2 separate regions of the Mus musculus genome follow, and region 1 is linked to region 2. The links are chromatin contacts, called in public HiChIP or PLAC-seq maps. All regions are on one chromosome and are shown on one strand. The core of a region is the stretch at or near the end of the contact, and the rest is flanking DNA. Distances in the headings are between cores, read along the strand shown.

Region 1 (6,533 bases), core at 545-3,044, 190 kb before region 2:
GTTGGGAGCCAGAGCACTGCCTGAATGTCGCTCTGGGAAGGCAGAGTGCAGTCTAGGATAGGGGCCCCAGTCCATGTTGTTCTGGGTGAGAAACAGCGAGATCTGGGATGGGTGCTGTGTTTCTCAAACTCCTGTGTACCCAGAGCCAGTGGGAAACTCGAGGAGTTGAGAAAGGGGTTCCCATTCTCCTGTGCACCCAGACATTGCTGGGACCTCACGGAATTGGGAACAAGGGTCCATGGGGTGGAATCTGGCTTATCTCCAAGTGAGTGCCAGAAGTACTGAGGGGCTGGAAGAGAGGCCATCTATGGGAGGTCTGGGTGCAGCTCTTCAAAGACCTCCCCAGTCTTTGATGAAGGAGACAATCCTCGCTTATCCAAACTATTATTCATGGCAGATGAAAATGCATAGGTCAGCCGGGCGTGGTGGCACACGCCTTTAATCCCAGCACTCGGGAGGCAGAGGCAGGCGGATTTCTGAGTTCGAGGCCAGCCTGGTCTACAGAGTGAGTTCCAGGACAGCCAGAGCTATACAGAGAAACCCTGTCTCGAAAAACCAAAAAAAAGAAAAAAAAAAAAAAGAAAAGAAAAAGAAAAAAAGAAAATGCATAAGTCTTACTCAGGGTGGACCAGAGATTGAACACCTTTTGCAGGAAGGGATGCCCAGGAAGGGAAGCTCGTTGCCTAAACACTCGGGCCTATCTAGACATCTCATTAGCATGGAGAACTCTAGTTTTTTGTGCTGTTTAGGTGACTGTTGTCATGGTCCCCTTAGTGGTGTGTCGTGGTCACATGTTTCAGGACCAATAGTCTGGCCAGGAGCTGACTCTAATGCCTGCTGTTCTCAATTTTGAGATTTACTGGGGTTTTTAAATCTGCTTTGACCTTACCAGTTCTTCTGTCTGGTGGCATGGTTGCCCCACATGAGGGTCTCAGCCTCCCATGAGCGGAGTCTCTATGAGCCAAGTGCTCATGGACACATGAGTCTACTGCTCTGTGTTGGTTGGAGCCTGTGAGTCAGGCTCTTGTAAAGTCAAACTAAGGGGAGATCTCTGCACAGGCTGTGTGTTCTTGTAAGTGCACCCATGTAGCCACTGTGTAGCACCTGTGTTGCTACTTTGTGGGTTCTTCTTCCTTGCAACCTTTTCTTCCACCCTTCCAATCCCCTATCACTAGATAGGAGAGAAAGAAGAATGGAGGGGAAAGGAGGCAGTGTTATCATTAGATTACTTCCTGCTGGGTTGATTAAGGACACCAAGTTCCTGGGGGGAGTCCGGGAAGTTTGATCTTCACCATCAGATATCTAATTTCCTCCTCTCTCTCCTCCTCCTCCTCTTTCCCCTCCTCTTCTATGACTACTTAACAAACAGCGACCACCACCAACCAATCAACAACCCACACTGCCTCTTGGGACTCATTTATATACCCTCTTAAATGTCCCCAAAGTTTCAAATGTCACACGCTTGCAAAAACTATCTGTAGCAGGCAAAACCACGCCCCTGCTAGAGCACTGGGCAAACCAGTCAGCAGCTGTGGACAGCCTGAAGCAGCCCATGTCCCCACACCTGGGATATGAAAATTCTTAGATTCTTAGAATATTTTTGTGTTTTGAAAGAAACCAAAATTCCAAAATTGTCACTACATACCCATTGGAGTGCCTGTGTGGACATGGATCAAGCTTTACCACTAAGAAGTTTGCTTGGCTGGTAGATGTAAGGAGAACTACTGTTGGCAGCACTATCCCAGGACAGGTGGGTATGCATTGCATGAGGAAGCCAGCTAGGTATGAGTCAGAGAGTGAGCAAGCCAGGAAGCAGCGTTTGTCTGTGGTTTCTGCTTGAGTTACTGCCCTGACTTCTCTCAAGGGTGGATTGTGACCTGGAAGTGTAAGCTGAGTTGTTTTTAGTCATGGTGTTTATCACAGCAATGTAAAGTAAACTAGAACAGACGCAAAGCCCTTTAACCACCATAGAGGCTGGACTTGAGGAAAGAGATACAGTTAGGAAGTCACTGCTGTCCTCTGTGGGCATCCTTCCAAGCCTCCCCCAGGACCAATGGGCGACTATCCAGGTGGACCGGGGGGAGAACAGCCCGGCTTTCTGGGGTTATTATATACTAGTCATAAATTGACGCTCTTTAATCCCTGGGGCTCATCATGTTTCTAAGATCACAGACCATGAGCATCAAGTGACAAAAGGCTCAAGTCCTCTCACAGGGTTCTAGTGACTCTTGGGCATGTCCTGTGGTTAAGTCCGTGGATCTAAAGTGTGTTGAAGTTGGACATATGTGACAGCTGGCATGAAGTCCATGCTTGTCTCTGTGATCTATAAGAAGGGCCTGGGAAGGAGCCTCTAGGAAGGAGGGAGACAGATTCTCTCCACAGCCTCCAGCAGGATCGACCCTACAACCCATTGCCTCAAGTCTTCTGGTCTCCAGAAGAAGAGAATGAAGTGGTCATTTGTAGTGACTGGGTTTGTGGTGGTTTGCTTTGGTAGCAGTAGGAAACTCATAGACACCCCTTTGCTGCTGTGTGATTCAATGCACAGGTGGGTGGGTCTGTGATGCACAGGTGGGTGGGCCTGTGATGCACAGGTGGGTGGGCCTGTGATGCACAGGTGGGTGGGCCTGTGATGCACAGGTGGGTGGGCCTGATGTGGCAGTAGACCATCATAGACCATCAACAATGGCAGCTGTTCTAGATGCTCATTCTGGTTTATTTATAAACAAAGCCTGGGCTGGTCTCAAACTCAAGAGCCCCCTGCCATAGCCTCCTGGGTGCTGGCAGTACAGGTGAGATCATGTGGGTGGGGTGTGTGATCTTTTTGGAGTGAACCACCACTCCTTTGAAGCCTGGTATGAAGTTACTAACCTTTGTTTTTCCCTCAGTCTCAATTAATATGGCCAATCAGAAAAAAAAACAAAAACAAAAACATTCCTTCCCTCTACGTGGCATTACCCCACCCTGGTGACCTTGTCTCAGGATCGGGTCACCTCTTGTCTTCTGTCAGAACAGTTTACAGAGCCTTTACTACCCTCATGTCTCTCGAGTCCCCTCCTTTACTGTGTCACTTCACTTGGACCTGATCCTGGGGAGGTGACAAGCCATTAAACCCCTTAGACAGACTGCACCAGAGTGTGAGAGACAGATAGACTTCCCAGGTGGAGATGCAGCTAGGCTTCCCCTTACGCCTCCCCTCAAAGTAAAAGACAAATGGCCTCAACACGTGCCCCCTCCCGAGAGAAACAATGCAGTGTGTGGTGCGAGTGTGGGTCTGGGAGGCTGCCCGGCTCCAGCTCACTCCGGAGCAGGACATGAAGCTTCTGGATGCGGCAGGAACGGAGCAAGAACAAGCTTTACTGTGGTTCCCGGCCGGTACCCAGGCTGCTGCCACAAGAGCCCAGAGACCTAGAGGAGGGTCAGCGGCGGGAGAGGATGCCGATTCTGGGTGTTGTCCTAACGGTAGACCCACGGGAAGATGCTAGAAGGGTGGCGAGCTGTTCTGCTCAAATGTCACCCATTTGAATCGAGCTCTGACTTGGCCCCAAACATCAGCTGCCCCTGTGAGCTCCTCGTGGCTCACAGGGTGATATTTGATCTGCACAAACATAAAATTAAACACGCACAGCAGCATTCCTGTCGTTAAAGGGAAACTGTGAATCCGAGCCAGGCCCGAGCGGGTCCGGAAGGCACAGCAGTGCAGTGGCAGATGCTCCCTCTCCCGGTGTTGACGCCTGCTGCTTACCCTCGGCTCCCTCGGTATGTGTGCGGCCCCATGGGGCAGCCATTTGGCTGGTTAACAAAGGAGCAAAATAAAACCCTGAGCTGGTCTAGGCAAGGTCTGAGGGAAACTGGTACCACCGCCCCGTAGAGCAACCGTGTCTGGGGATGCTCAGAGACCATGACGGAGAGCAACCCCTGGCACGGAGGAAACATCCAGAAGGCTCTTTGGTAGTCTGCTTTATCTTCCAGAAGAGGCATTTACATGGGCTGGTAAGGTGTAGCTCATACGAGGGAAGATGGGATACAGCTGGGAGACAGGTTTACAGATCCCTTGAGGTGTACAGTGAGGACATTTATCTTTAGGGGAAATGCCATCAAAGACATCACCTGCAGAGGGGCCTCCGGGTGGACAAAAGGACACATAGTGGCTCATCCACAAGCTATGCAGTCTTCACACAAGATGGCCAAGGCAGCAAACATGGCACCCTTAAGGAGGCCACTCCCCACTCTTCTAGTGGCACCAAGCTCACTTCATTCGCAGCAAAGCTCTGTCCCCTGTGGGAGAGCACACTGGGTCCCCTCCCTGACAGCCTCACAGAAATCTTTCCACAAACGTCATTTGCAGCCAGGGGTCATTCAAGAGGCAATGAAGTGGAAGCAGCTCATGTTTTGAGCTCAGAGTCTGTGCTTAAATGCAGGACTGGTGTGATGGTACGGGGCGATGAGTCTTCAGAGGCTCCTGCAAGGACCTGCTGGGAGGCTTCATCTTCATGGTGACATGCTTCCTGCAGGAGGGACTGATGGAGGACTATACTTCCCTCCTCAGAACAAGAGAAGAGATGCACTCAGACTTGGGGACACCACAGAGGGCTCTTCCTCCCACTTCGACAGTGTGGTGCTCCCCACTTCGACAGTGTGGTGCTCTCCACTTCGACAGTGTGGTGCTCCCCACTTCGACAGTGTGGTGCTCCCCACTTCGACAGTGTGGTGCTCTCCACTCGACAGTGTGGTGCTCCCCACTTCGACAGTGTGGTGCTCCCCACTTCGACAGTGTGGTGCTCCCCACCTTGACAGTGTGGTGCTCCTGGAAGTGTTTTGCTGCCCTGGAGCCCATGCAGCCTTCACTGCCCAGATCTTCCTGTGCCACAGACGTGGTAGTTGGAGAAGGAGCTTCTGCACCAGCCAGGTAAATGACTGCAGCATCACAGCTGGAACTGGGGCCTCACGGTGTCAAAAGCCCAGGGATGCTAGGGTGTGCCTGATGTTCCGGAGTTCAAAGGTAATTGTCATGCTGTGGCACCCACAAAGACAGAACCCAAGGGCTTAGAGACTGCATATAATAGGGTGTGGGCCACCCATGTAATAAGAAATGTCAATCATGTAAGTGTGGTGGAGAGCCAAGCCACAGACCACCACCTTGGGGAGCTGTTGAGAGGATGATCTCACACACACACACACACACACACACACACACACACACACACACACACACACTATTCTGATATTAAAGTCCTAGCCTTACTGTCTTAGACTGTGATCTTACTGGGAACACAGTTGGTACAGTGGAATCAGGTGAGCTCTCATCCCAAGTGCCTCATGAAAATGGAGCCTGTGGAGACTGACAGCAACAGAGGGGGTGCTGTGAGGATGAAGGCTGAGCTCTGGCACAACGTCTCACCAGCAATGGAGGTCAAAGTGTGAGCAAGCACAGAAGGTGGGAGAGGAGCCTGGGACAGCCCAGGAAATCAAGGGCCCTGCTTGGACCGCAGGCTCTTCCCTGCCCTGTGAGCACCCTGGCCCATGCCTTCGTTGCTGCTGTCCTAGCAGGGAACACAGGAACTGCTCTTACCCACCTCCCCATGACCTGCTCTGAAGCAGGAAAGCAGACTGGCACTGTGCATAGACTGTGGTCCACACCGAGGACCAACCCACCAGGCTCTTCTATTGGCAAGTATAGTACCCACAGTAGGGGTCCCCAGTCCCCAGTCCTCCTGCCTTGTGGCACTGCTTACTGAGCTGGTGACATACCTTCTGTGGGTCCATCTCCTAAGAATCACAAGAAAGGCTTTTTCAGTGGGGAGATGGTTACTCACGTTCGATGACGCTGGTCCTTCCTCAGGAGACCATGGACCGAATGGACTGAGCTATGAGAGGTGAGGTGTGCTGAGCAGGACACTGGACGGGACACAGTGCTGGTGGCATAGTCTCCCTGACCCGCCTTTCCCTTGCTCTTCAGGCTGGGACTCATGGCTGCTAAGCTTACGGTCACCCATGGCGATTAGCCTTGTGAGCTCGGCACTCCTCTCAACCTCATTGTATCTATCAGTGACCTTTCTGGAAACAGCCGTGGGAACTAATTCTGTCAGGCTCCTTGTACTGGCTAGTTTTGTGTCAACTTGACACAGGCTGGAGTTATCACAGAGAAAGGAGCCTCCCTTGAGGAAATGCCTCCATGAGATCCAGCTGTAAGGCATTTTCTCAATTAGTGATCAAGGGGGGAGGGCTCATTGTGGGTGGTGCCATCCCTGGGCTGGTGGTCCTGGGTTCTATAAGAAAGCAAGTTGAGAAAGCCAGGGGAAGCAAACAAGCCAGTAAGAAACATCCCTTCATGGCCTCAGCATCAGCTCCTGCTTCCTGATCTGCTTGAGTTCCAGTCCTGACTTCTTTGGTGATGAACAACAGTGTGGAAAGTGTAAGCTGAATAAACCCTTTCCTCCCCAGCTTGCTTCTAGGTCATGAGTTTTTGTGCAGGAATAGAAACCCTAAGGAATTCCTTGCCTTACCTCAAGGCTGCTGTTGAACACCTCCCCATC
Region 2 (5,802 bases), core at 125-2,624:
GCACTGGTGTGGTGGTCTGTCAGAGAGGCACAGCCAGCTCAGAGGAAGGGCACAGGCTCCAGCTTCATCCCAGGCTATCAGTTTATCTCCAGACACCTTCCTGGCCAGGCCTATGAGTGCTGGCTTCTTCAGACTGGGACTGGACAGGGCCAGTCTTGCACAGCAGCCTTTGTGCACACATCTTGCTTTGAGCAAGAACAGATGTCTTTTGTATTCCAGGAAGCAGACTTGTTCCTCTGCCTTATCAACTTGCAGAACGCGCTGCACATTCAAGTGGTGGAAACGCCTGTTCAGACAAGTGCAAGTGTTTTCTCTCTGCCTATTGTTCATCTTTTGCCTCGATTCATAATGTATTCTATTTTACCACAGAGGGCTCACAATTTTGTGCAGCCTAATCTTTTCACCTTTTGGCTTTATCGTTCTTGGTGGTGTGTCTTGTGTAGCAGGGTCACCTGTGACTATGCAGAGTGGTCCTGTGGCTTGTCTTCCTCCATGACATTTCACTGGGCACACCAGACACTGGAATGCATGAAGTATATGCTCCGTGGGTCTGACTGGGGGCAGGTACAGTTATGTGTCTAATTGATTGGGCTGCAGTTGTCTAGCATTTGGTTGACAGGATTCCCGGCAACAGAACAGCGGACAAAGCCACACTCAGCCCCTGATCTATTTAGAATGCAAAAACTCTATCCCTCTTGTGTCCCTGTGGCATTGGCTGGTCTCAGACCATACCAAGGTTGTTTTCTTGTTTTGTTTTGTTTTGTTTTTGACTGTTGTTCCCACAGGGCCCCCACACTACAGCCTGCTTCATTGCGTTATCCCAAGATGGGTTTCTGGGAGACACTCGACTCTGATGTTTGTGGGCAGGGGAATTTAGGGTTAGACCATTGCTGGTGGGTCAGTGGCAGGGCTACCTCACTGGTGGCAGGGTGACCACTTTCCAATGGGATGAGACACAACCATCACCTACATCAGTTAGAAAAAACAGTTGTTTTACTGTCCGCTAGTCCAGTTTCTGATACTCATCGGGACCGAGCTGCTGATGGCCAAGGGTCCCTAGTGGCTGGCGTGGATTATTTCATCAAAGACTTATTTGTGTGTGTTGCTTCAGGTCAAGCAGCCTTTGTTTTAGTTTGTCTGCTTCCGTAGCTCTGAGACCAATCTCATCCGCCCACGTGTCCCACAGCTTTGCCCGAGTTCTCTCGCCTGCAGGCAAAGTAATCCCTGATTATGGAGTTTCCGGCATGGGTCATTATTAAGGACGCTGGCGGCATGCTGAGTCATGGGTTTTCTCTTCCTCTGTAAAGGTCAGACTTGCAGGGAGCTTCATTACTGCTATTTGCTTTTCCCCTCCCCCTCCGTGCGTTTCCTGCTGAGTCAGAGGTGAATGCAGAGGATGCCAGTCACATGTCCTCTTCCCATTGTAACTCTGCTCTTACTAGGCACATTCTTTCTGGGCAGGCAGCTGAGACGCATCAGCAGCACAGCCCGCTTACGTACCAGCTTGCTTGCCAGCCTGTCCTATACCTGCCGCTCTACAGCTTGCAGGACATTTCCTAATCAACTAGGCATTGAGGGTGTGATTGATGGTTTGAATATCCTTGGTCCAGGGAGTGCCACTATTGGAAGGTATGGCCCTGTTGGAGTAGGTGTGGCCCTGTTGGAGTAGGTGTGTCACTGTGGGTGTGGGCTTTAAGACCTTCATCCTAGCTGCCTCAAAGTGAGTCTTCCACTAGCAGCCTTCAGATGAAGATGTAGAACTCTCAGCTCCTCCTGCACCATGCCTGCCTGGATGCTGCCATGCTCCTGCCTTGATGATACTGGACTGAACCTCTGAACCTGTAAGCCAGCCCCAATTTAATGTTGTCCTTTATAAGAGTTGCCTTGGTCATGGTTTCTGTTCACAGCAGTAAAACCCTGACTAAGATAGAGGGAATGTCTCAACATTTGCATGGCCATCAATGTCACTCATTGACACACAGAAGATGACACCCTAGAGTTTCTCCTTTTGGACATCCTGCCTGCAGATGGAGCAGCCTCCTTTGCATGTCCTCTCATGCCTAGCAGGGACAGCACCATGGTCATGTCAGCAAGAAGGAATGCGATCCCATGTCACGTAGAGAAGGATGGCCACATCCATTGCCTTGCATGCTTAACCCTTTATGGTTTAGCTTCAGTTATCACATCTTATCACTCACAACAAGGATTGCTCCTTCCAAACTCAGGTCTGGTTCTGTCAGTCCCTGTTCCAAGTGTTCTGTGACTTTTCCTAGGGAGTCTATTTCTATTCCTGCCAGAGGGCAACAGACCAAAGAAACGGTCCTTCCAAGTCTAGCTTGATGAGGCAAGGAGTTTAATTGGAGTTACTTATGGGATCATGGCTGAATTGTTGGCAGCCACACAACTGAAGATGAATCTCCCTCCCTGGCAGTTGTCAGTCACTGACGTATCCTTGGGGGAGGATAGAGAACTCTCTGAGCCTCCCACACCCATGAGCCTTCACTTTCTATGAGGGATGTCAGCAGAATCAGTCTTGAGAGAGCCATATGCAGATGACCACAGCTGGTCTGATTTTGAAAATGACAATGACCAGGCCATACCCAGAGGACCTTGCTCTAAAATTCTTGTCAACATCTGAATCCACTGATTTAGAACCAAATCTTCAACACATGAGCTTTTGGGGGGATACTTTATATACAAACTGTATTGGGGGCCCTGTAGATGTGACGGTGGCTAAGGGCATTGAAGCAACTAAGGGAGGGTACGTTAGGAGAGCTCAGGACATTAGAAGAAACTCTTGCTTGGCTCTATAAGAAAACTTAGGGACCTCAAGGGTAGGATGCATGCTGTTGGACCCAATATCAGCACAGGTCACCTTTTTACCTGCAGAGAATCACTGAGGTGGAGCCCAGGAGGAACCTAAGCAGTCATTGCTGGCTTTGAAGATGGAATTACAGGGTCAGGAGCAAAGTATCTAGAAATTGGGAAAGATAAGGAAAATCCTCCCCTAAAACCTCCAGAGGGGAGTCATAACCTGGGATTAAATTCTGTGCTTCCAGAGTGTCAGGTGATAAGTTTGTGCTGTCCAAGCTACTGGGTCTGGTGGTGTTGTGATAACAAGAGAAAAGGCATTATTACTATCTCTGAGGAAACAGAGATAGTAATAGTAATAGCTTGGGAAACAGAGGGTTGTGAAATGCCAGAGTGGGCCAGGTAGACTGGGGAGGAGGGGCCAAGGGCTCAGACACAGGATGCACAATAGCCTTTGGAACATCTGAAGATGTGTGCGGAGAGAGGCTGTTGAGACTGTACTTACCAGAGCTGTTTAGCTGCACCAGGGAGACAACTGCACTGCTAAGAAGCCTAGTGACGCCCCCTGGAGGTGCAGGGTGGGAGTACCCAATTCTTAGGTACCCCCAAGGAGCCAGAAAGTGAAGGGAGATCAGAAGGCCAGGGTACAGGGAGCAGTGGAGATGGGTGGCCCAGCAGCATCTCTAGAGGACACATGGGACTGTCCCTCTAACCTCCTTATACAAGAGGGTCAGGACGATTCTGAGAGCAGCTGCCCTGTCAGACATTGTGACCTCTTGTCTAGTTTCTGAACCTGAGTCAGCTTCCACCCAGAACCGCTGGCTGGACACAGGGAAGGACTTAAGAGAAAGGAGTGTGCCTGTCCGAGCTCCCTCACAGCTGATCCCTCCGGCCAGGTCTGCACCATGCACCACCACCGTGTTGCTGCTTGTGGCCCTCAGTCTGTTTCCCAGGAAACAGGGCTCATTCGCCCATTCCAAGAAAGGCTATTGAAATTTGTATGTTTGTCTTGTATCCAAGCATCTTACAAAATCTTCTTGAAAATTCTAATTATTGTAGTAGAATAGCTTGAGAGTTCTTGGTGTAAAGTCACATTATCTTCCCATAAAGATAATTTCACTCGTTTCCATGGATACGCTATGGCTCTTGTTTCCTTGTCTCCGTTCACTGAGAGAATCATCAAACAAATGGTCAAAAATGACTGTGACAGTGAGCATTCCTATCTTGATTTTTTCTTTATCTGAACAGGTACAAACTTTGTGTCTTAAAGGCAGACTAACATAGTCTGGTAGTTCTCTTCTATTTCTTTCTTTCTTTTTTCTTTTCTTTTCTTTTCTTTTCTTTTTCTTTCCTTTTTTTTTTTTTCCAAGACAGGGTTTCTCTGTATAGCCCTGGCTGTCCTGGAACTCACTTTGTAGACCAGGCTAGCCTCGAACTCAGAAATTTGCCTGCCTTTGCCTCCCAAGAGCTGGGATTAAAGGTGTGAGCCACCACTGCCCGGCTTTCTTCTATTTCTATGCAGAATTGAAGAACCAGAAAGGGATACGTAGTGATATGCAATAGCTTTCAGATATGCCTGCACACAGAACGCAGGCTTTATCCCTTTGCTTGTTGATAAATCTCCTGTAGCTTAGCTCTTCTTGCCTTTGTAGGGTAAATTTTTACTTATCCATATTTTCTTACTAGTTCGCTGATTGTATTCAATTCACTGTTTTTTTTAAACTTGGCATTAATATTTGTAAATGCAATTTTCTATTATTTTATTTCCCACACAGTTCTGATGGGGTTTTTCCATGAATGCAATATTGGCTTTAAAAATGAAACATGAGAGTCAGGCGTCGTGGTGCATGAATTTAATAGCAGCACTCAGGATGCAGAGGCAAGAGAATCTCTACGAGTTCAAGATCAGCCTTGTCTACTTAGTGAATTTCAGGCCGTCCAAGGAAACATAAAGAGACACCCCCCCCCAGACACACAGACACACACACACACACACACACACACACACACACACACAGACACAGACACAGACACAGACACAGACACAGACACACACACACACATACATACACACACACACACACACACACACACAAGAATTGTGACGTTTTCCATAGTTTCTATAGATTGAAATTATTTCAGTAATAAAATGGCTAATTTTATGGGCTAAATTAGTTAGACAAGGTGCCCAGACATGTTGCTGAACATCATTCTGGAAGTTTTCTTGGGAATATATCCTGGATAAAGTTGACATTTGAATCAGTTGAGTAAAGCTGGTTTTCCTCCATGCTGCGAGAGACCCTCATCCCATCTGTTAAAGCTCTGTATAGAACAAACCTCCTCTACTTAGAGCAAGAGGGACTTCCACATCAGAATAACCCTGAGCTTGAACCAAAGCATCAGATCGTATCTCCGGATCCGGTTTCACAGCCAGCCCTGGAATTGTGAGCTTTCCAGTTTCCACAGCATGTGAAATAATCCTGTTGGTTCTGTTTCTCTGAGGAATCTGGACTAATACAAATACCAAGAGAATCTCTGATTTTCGTAATTAAAATTCTATTATTTTATTTTAACTGTATGGGCATTTTGCCTGCACCCATGTGCCACGCTTGCATGCCTGGTGCTGGCAGAAGTCAGAAGATGGCACCTGATCTTCTGGAACTGGAGTGAAAGATGACTGTGCTCCACCATGTGGGTGCTGGGAATTGAACCTTGGTCTTCTAGAAGGGCAGCCAGTGTCTGAACCACTTCTCCAGCCCCTGATTATTTTTTAAGGTTAAGTGGAACTCATAAATTAGGGTACCAGAGTCCCTTTTTAGTCATCCCTCTGATGCAATCTGTTTCCTTCTCAATTGTCAGGGTCAATTTTGTTTGTTTGTTGTTTTTTGGTCAAAATTTTCCAGTGCTGATGAATGGTTAGGATTTGTGTTTGGGATGGGGCAGGCTGAGCTTCCTAAACAATCCCCCCTGGTTTGGGTTGGGGAGTCTTGG

Evidence for each region. HiChIP or PLAC-seq counts read pairs in DNA pulled down with a chosen protein or histone mark.
Region 1: a FOXA1 HiChIP or PLAC-seq map of pancreatic cancer cells shows a contact between it and region 2. The contact joins two enhancer-like sites. A contact is called at or near these places in 1 of 39 promoter capture datasets (pre-B cells), 2 of 115 datasets of contacts at active chromatin or transcription factors (embryonic stem cells and pancreatic cancer cells) and 1 of 9 other capture datasets (pancreatic islet).

The regions. Positions count from the first base shown.
Region 1 is chr12:112,697,847-112,704,379 of GRCm38.p6, reverse strand. It overlaps Gm30298 (a long non-coding RNA gene), which reads right to left. Exons shown (of 7, transcript XR_003950268.1): 4 at 6,504-6,533; 5 at 5,264-5,864; 6 at 4,787-5,011; 7 at 3,949-4,541. Among named protein-coding and RNA genes, the nearest start is that of Gm30298, 11 kb to the right of the region's middle. Within about 2 kb of position 1,794, at least 64 of the 459 cell types and tissues checked have an H3K27ac peak or open chromatin away from gene starts, as enhancers often do. A contact at or near this core is called in pancreatic cancer cells, where this site is marked.
Region 2 is chr12:112,512,668-112,518,469 of GRCm38.p6, reverse strand. No RefSeq gene overlaps it. Among named protein-coding and RNA genes, the nearest start is that of Tmem179, 4.4 kb to the right of the region's middle. Within about 2 kb of position 1,374, at least 105 of the 459 cell types and tissues checked have an H3K27ac peak or open chromatin away from gene starts, as enhancers often do. A contact at or near this core is called in pancreatic cancer cells, where this site is marked.